Linked DNA regions of Mus musculus: region 1 is linked to region 2. A link is a contact called in public promoter capture Hi-C data. All regions are on one chromosome and are shown on one strand. The core of a region is the stretch at or near the end of the contact, and the rest is flanking DNA. Distances in the headings are between cores, read along the strand shown.

The links. Promoter capture Hi-C pulls out the DNA fragments that hold promoters and counts their contacts.
Region 1: a promoter capture Hi-C map of hippocampal neurons shows a contact between it and region 2, with 5 times the contacts expected there. The contact joins the promoter of Arntl here to the enhancer-like site in region 2. A contact is called at or near these places in 4 of 39 promoter capture datasets (the 3T3-L1 cell line, 3T3-L1-derived adipocytes, embryonic stem cells and 1 more), 2 of 484 Hi-C or Micro-C datasets (cerebral cortex and cortical neurons), 11 of 115 datasets of contacts at active chromatin or transcription factors (a beta-TC-6 cell line, cardiomyocytes, craniofacial prominence and 4 more) and 2 of 9 other capture datasets (adipose tissue and embryonic stem cells).

The regions. Positions count from the first base shown.
Region 1 is chr7:113,206,156-113,209,177 of GRCm38.p6, reverse strand. It overlaps Arntl (aryl hydrocarbon receptor nuclear translocator-like), which reads right to left and starts at 1,713. Exons shown (of 20, transcript NM_007489.4): 1 at 1,534-1,713.
Region 2 is chr7:112,914,189-112,917,279 of GRCm38.p6, reverse strand. No RefSeq gene overlaps it. Among named protein-coding and RNA genes, the nearest start is that of Rassf10, 38 kb to the left of the region's middle. Within about 2 kb of position 1,534, at least 10 of the 459 cell types and tissues checked have an H3K27ac peak or open chromatin away from gene starts, as enhancers often do. A contact at or near this core is called in forebrain and hippocampal neurons, where this site is marked.

The DNA.
Region 1 (3,022 bases), core at 464-2,963, 290 kb before region 2:
GCACAGGGAGCCTGAGATTATTCAAAACTGCTCAAGAGCAGCAATGATTATTTTAAGCTCATGATTCAACTAGTACATTAATTAGAAAATCCACCAACCCAAATTGACAGATCCTGGTATCAATGGGAACTTAAGAATAAAAATAATAGTTGTTAAGTAAAAATAGATTGAAAGAGGGCACAGCAGCAAATGTGAAAAGGAAAAATGACAAGCAAGAGCAGTAGGAAAAAAAGCATTTAATGATCAGTTTTCCTGGACATAAAAACAAAACCCACAACGAAGATCTTGGCAATACTGGTACTGTCAAAAAGTAATTGGTCGTGATTACAGTCTCTGATTTTTGGAAGTTAGGTGAGAAAACTTGATTAATGATTTCTTACTTTAAAAGTAGCAACTTAAGACAGGAGAGGAGCCAGATCTCAAGGGGTCAGAGGGTCAAAACTAGGCTAAATGTAGGGAAAGGACTGGAGAAGGTGCACCCCGAACAGGTAAGGGGCGATCATGTCAGCTTGGCCAGCGCAACTCTGACAGACACACACACCGGTGTCCAACGCACTCATTTCCGAACACAACCCGCTACGCGACCCCGGGGATGGCTTCCATGTGCGCCCCGAGTCTGCCTAAAATTCTATCTTTGACTTCTCCCTGCAAACCCGAGCACCCCAAGCTGTCTACACTGGGGTAATCTCCAGTGGAAACCTTCCTCTTCCCCGATTATCTGTCAAACCCGCATCGGAGTGAAGCCTCTGCTGCGCACTCCTTGGGTCTCTGACGCCTACCGGGCACAGGGCACAGTCCCCACGCCATCGGGTACCTACTCCCAGACCCAACGGGGAAGACACATCCTCCAGGACCACCCAGGTACCGGACAGCGCAGGCCCGACGGCTGTCCGTGGGCCTGGTCCAAGCCAGCCAGGGGATTCCCGGGGTCCGCGCCAGCCCCAAGACAGGCCATAGGGACGTACCAGTACGGACTCCCCGACTTGACGGAGACGCCCTCCCCGCCCCCACCCGGCTCCCGAGGGAGAAGTGTAGAAGGGTTGACCAGGCAAGCGCCGCATAGCATCGTTCTGCCCGCGTCCCGGCCATCTCCTCGGGGATCCAGAAGCTCCCGGGGATGTATCCCGGAGCTCTTCCCAGGTTCGGGTCATTGCTGCCACCCGGTACTGCTGTCTCTTTAAGAGGCCGCTGGCCGCCCCCTCCCGAGCCAGGTGGTGATGCCCGCGCGGGGAAGGTGGGCGCACCCGCTGACAGCGTCCCAGGGTCCCCCCAGTCCTCCCCCGCCCGCTGTGCAGCCCAGGCGGGGAAGATGGGGGTGCGCGGGAGCGGCGCCTTTAAGGGGCGCAGCCTCCCCGAGGCTAGGTGGGGGCTGGGAGCCGCACGGGCCCTTTAAGGCCGGCAGCGGGCACGTCGGGCAGGGCTCCCGGCGGCCCGGCTGCGCCGCGGGCGGGGGCGGTGCGCCCGCCCGGGAACTCGCGACCCCCGACGGGACGCCCCGAGACGGCTGCTGCCCGCAGCCATGCCGACACTCACCGTGGCTCGCTGCGAGCGCCCGCGCCCGCACCCGCACTCGGATCCCGCGGCGGCGGCGGCGGCAAGTCCGGCGCGGGTAAACAGGCACCTCCGTCCCTGACCTACTTTCTGCCTTCCCTAAATGTCGCACCACTAACCTACTTTCCGACCAATCCGCTCCCCGCCGGCCCAGGCCCGGCCCCCCGCCCACCAATCGCTGTGCCCAACCCCCCTTCCCCGCCCACCAATGGAGGAGCCGCGCAGCCCGGATACCTGCCTCTTCCCGTTAGCCAATCAGAGAGAGCGAACGGAGTTGTCTTGGCGGACAACCCAAACCAATTCGCGTTCTGCTCTGCGTTAGGCTAGCCAATCGAGTGACCGATAGGAAAGCCTCTGACCAATGGCAAGACGGCAGGGCTGGTTTACCTGCTACTTTCCCTTCACCAATCATTTGGCGCACAGAAGCACACGCCCCGAGGAGTGGACCAATTGGCACGCTCTGTGGATTTCTTGCCCCAGCCCTCGGTTTTCCCCCTCAGGTCTAAAGCTCGCTGAGGCCACTGCGTTGCGGACTCTGCGAGCTCGCCGTTGTCCCCTGCTCCTCAGCCGCGTCCCTGGCTAGTGACTGCCTCTCAGCTCTCCCTCCTCCTCCGTCCCCTTCCTGGCTCGCAGAACACTGAGAAAACGCCGCATCTCTTCGCCCATCCCTCTCCAGCTCCATCTAGGAAACCACATTTTAGGAACACAGAGTGACAGAACCTTCCTGAAACCCCTGGCTTGTCCTAGTCGGAACCACAGCGCTAATAGCTAGCGCATTTAGAAGACTTTTCCTTCCGACGACTAACCGGATCGCGCGTTCTTTTTTTTTTTTTTTTTTTTTTTCTCTTGACCTCCAAGCGTCCAGTGGAGCTGTCATTCCCGATCGGAAGAGAAGTCTCCCGGGGGTGGTGGCGTAGTCTGTAATTCCAACCCTCAAGAAGCTGAGGCAGGGGCATAATCGCGAGTACTGAGCTAGCCGGGGCCACAGGGTGAGACCTGAGCAAGATTCTATTACATGTTATGGACATGGCCCTAGCAAATGTACTTTGCAAAAGTATCAAAGGAGCGGGAAAGAAAGAAAAGTTGCAAAGTTGTTTGTTTGGGTGGTTAGTTGTTCTGTTGTAGCCCTAGCTATCCTGGAACTCCTGTAGATCATCAAGCTGGCTTTGAATCCAATTCACAGAGATCCGCCTGCTTTTGCCTCCCGAGGCACCACCTGCTCAGAGATTTATTTATTTATTTTTAAAGAAAGAGACAGAGAGAGGGGAGGAAGAGGAGGGAGGGAGAAATAGAGAGAGAGGGGGAGAGGGAAAGAAGTTGTCTTGTTTCTACCTTCAAACAACTGGCAAACCTTCTAAATGTTAAACTTCCTGATAGCAAGGCCACTTCGTCCTTTTTGAACCATGTGTGCTCCCTCCCCTTTAGCATGTGCTGGAGGGGCCTGGGTGGGGTGTTGGGGATAGGGCTGACA
Region 2 (3,091 bases), core at 285-2,784:
CTGACAGACCAGGAAGGTTGGGAGCCTGAGACACCCTGTCCCCAGCCCTCTCTAAATGCTACCCAATCCTGCCGCTGGCTGACCCCTGAACCGAGCATGCTCAGGAAGAGAGGAAGCGTCTCAGCTAAGGACAAAAACACCTTAGAAAGAAGCCACTGCTACAAAATAAGGCTAGTTGGAATTCAGTGGAGAAAGCCCCAGTGAAGGTGGGCATGAAGGTGCAGCATCCCAGGAGCAGAGGGGAATTGCAACAAGTGAGCTGGGCTGCACAGGAGTTCCAGGTCAGCAGGGTCAGATCCTGTGTTAAAAGTAAGGGGTGCAGACAGACACTTTTATTGTGAAGGGAGAGGCAAACTGTCTAAATTTGCAGATGACAAGGTCCTATAATTCTTTACAAAAAGCTATTCAACTTAATAAACAATTTTACAAATGGTGGATACAGAGTCAGGCCACAAGTCGAATGAATTCCCATGTATTCACATGGGTAGATTAAAATGAGGTTTCAAGAAGAAAAAGGAAGAGGAGGAGGAAGGAGGAGGAGGGGGGAGTGGAAGAGGAGGAGGAAAGTGGAGAAGAAGGAGGTGGAGGGAGGTGGAAGAGGGGAGAGGAGGAGGAGGAGGGAGGAGGAGGAGGAGGGGGAGGAGGAGGGGGGAGGAGGAGGAGGAGGGGGAGGAGGAGAGGAATCACATCTTTTAAAAAGATAAAACAGGCTTTATTGTGATTTAAGGCTTTTGCTCCTCAAATGGTCAAGCTAAGAAACTGCAAGGCAAGCCAGAGAAGGAGAAAAGATTGGCAAGGCATCTATGCAAAAACAGGCTTGTATCCAGACTATATCAAACCCTCCCAAGACTCAATGACTAAAAGAAATAAATATGAGGAAAAGATTCGAGGGGGTCACTTCCTAAGATAAACGAGTAGCTAAGGGGCACATGGAGAGCACTGGGTCTCACTAGGTCATCCAGGAAGTTCAAGTTAAAACCACAAAGAGATGCTATTATGTACCTATCAGAAGGCTAAATGGTGAAGAATGACAACTACCAATTCCAAAGGCGGCATCCATGGCTGGAGGCCATGGGGAATGGCACAGTTGTGTGGAGAAATAAAGGGACAAGCTCTTACAAAGACACAATTGCCAATGACTCAATGACATGTCCACAAAAAGGCTCAGCACAGACACTTCTCACAGCAGCAGGATACACTAAAGCCCAAAAGTTGGGAACAACTCAAATGCCTGTCAGCTGGGATTCAACAGTGGTGCATGTGCGCTTTGGGACACTACTGTTGGCAATGAAAAGGCAATGAACTACTTACTGCTTTTAGAAATATCATTGATGACACTGAAACACATTATTGGGAGTGAAAGGAAGCGAACAGAAAGGACTGCATGCCGCATGCCACCGATTACGTGAACTCCCAGAAAAGCCAAAAGTAGAAGAACAGAGCACAAACTAGTGCTTGCCTGCCTGAGCCTGGCTGTCATGGGGAGGGGATGGCTTGAAGAGAAGTGGGAAGCTCTAGGTGTAGGTGGTGCATATGTGCTGTACTTTATGTGGTGACAGTTATGCAACTGAGTGCAATTTTCCAAACTCATTGTTTACTTCTAATGAGAGCAAATTACACTTTTAAAAGGCTGGATTTAAAGACAGACAGCATGAGCTGGGTGGTGGCTCAGTGGGTAAAGGCATCTTTGTAAAAGCCAGGATTGGTGGCACCATCTTTAACCCCCGCGCTTTGTGGGGTGGAGGTGGAAAGAGGAGGCTCCCCAGAGCTGGCTGGCCAGGGAGCTCCTGGGTCAGTGAAAGACCCTGACTCAAAAAATAAGGTGGAAAACAACAAAGGAAGACACCCAGTGTCAACTTCTGGCCACTGTGTGCATGTATGGATATGTGTGCTCATATACATTAGTGCATGAATGCACACATTAATTGATTAGTAAACAAGATCACAGCAAGGAGTTCTTCCTCATAGTTACAATATATGGGGTTCAAATATGCATGTCCTTTATACTTGCATAATGGTCCATTGTGCCAATAAATAGTTAATGAGGATGGAGAAATGACTCAGAGGTTGGGAGTAGATTGCAAAGAACCCTAGTTTGGTCCTAGTACTCCTGTTGGCTCAAGAACTCCCTGTAACTCCAGACCCAGGAGATCTGATGTCCTCTTCTGTCTTTCATAGGCACTGCCTTCTCATGGTGAAAGAGGCATCTCCTTTCTCTAGACTGAAGAGAACAGAGAAGAACAGAGCAATGAAGGAGCTAAAGATGGGGGGAATCCTATGCCTTCCCCATCAGAGGCTGGGACTTGTGCTGTATAAGGGAGGGAGTGCCTGCATCTTGCCATTAGAGCATGCACTCTCCACTCACAAAGCCCAAGTGTGCACTTGCCCATTTTTCAGGGCATTGTTAAAAAATGGCAAAGCAGGGAGAAAAGATGGATTGAAATGGCAAGAACATCAACTAATAATTGATACATTCTCCTAACTTGTTCTTCCTCTCCAAGAGTTCATGAGTCATTTTTTTATTCTGATTTGGTTTTTTTGGTTTTTGTCTGTTTGGTTTTCCGAGACAGGGTTTCTCTGTGTAGCCCTGGCTGTCCTGGAACTGTCCAGACCAGGGTGGCCTCAAACTCAGAGATCCTCCTGTCTTTGTCTCCCAAGTGCTGGGATTAAAGATGTACCAACACTGCCCGGCCGATTCTCTGATTTCTATGCTACACACGTGAGGAGCAGATAGGGAACTCCTGAATTTTTATTTTCCAGGGATTTAATCCACAGGCTTATTGGGTGGAATTGATGATTTCAGCTCAAGAGTATCTTCAGCTTTTTATTGATTTATGTTATTAAAACTTTTGTTGTTGTTTTTCAAGACAGGGTTTCTCTATGTAGCCCTAGTTATCCTGTAACTAGCTTTGTAGACCAGGCTAGCTTCAATCTCACTGACTGAGATCTACATGCCTCTACACCGCCCCCCCCCCAAACACTGGGATGAGAGATATGCCTTCATAATTTAAAAGAAATGGTTCTTAGATTTATTTTTCTTGTATAAAAAGCAAATGTGGTTTGGTTTTTGTGTTTTGTTTTGTTTTCTGAG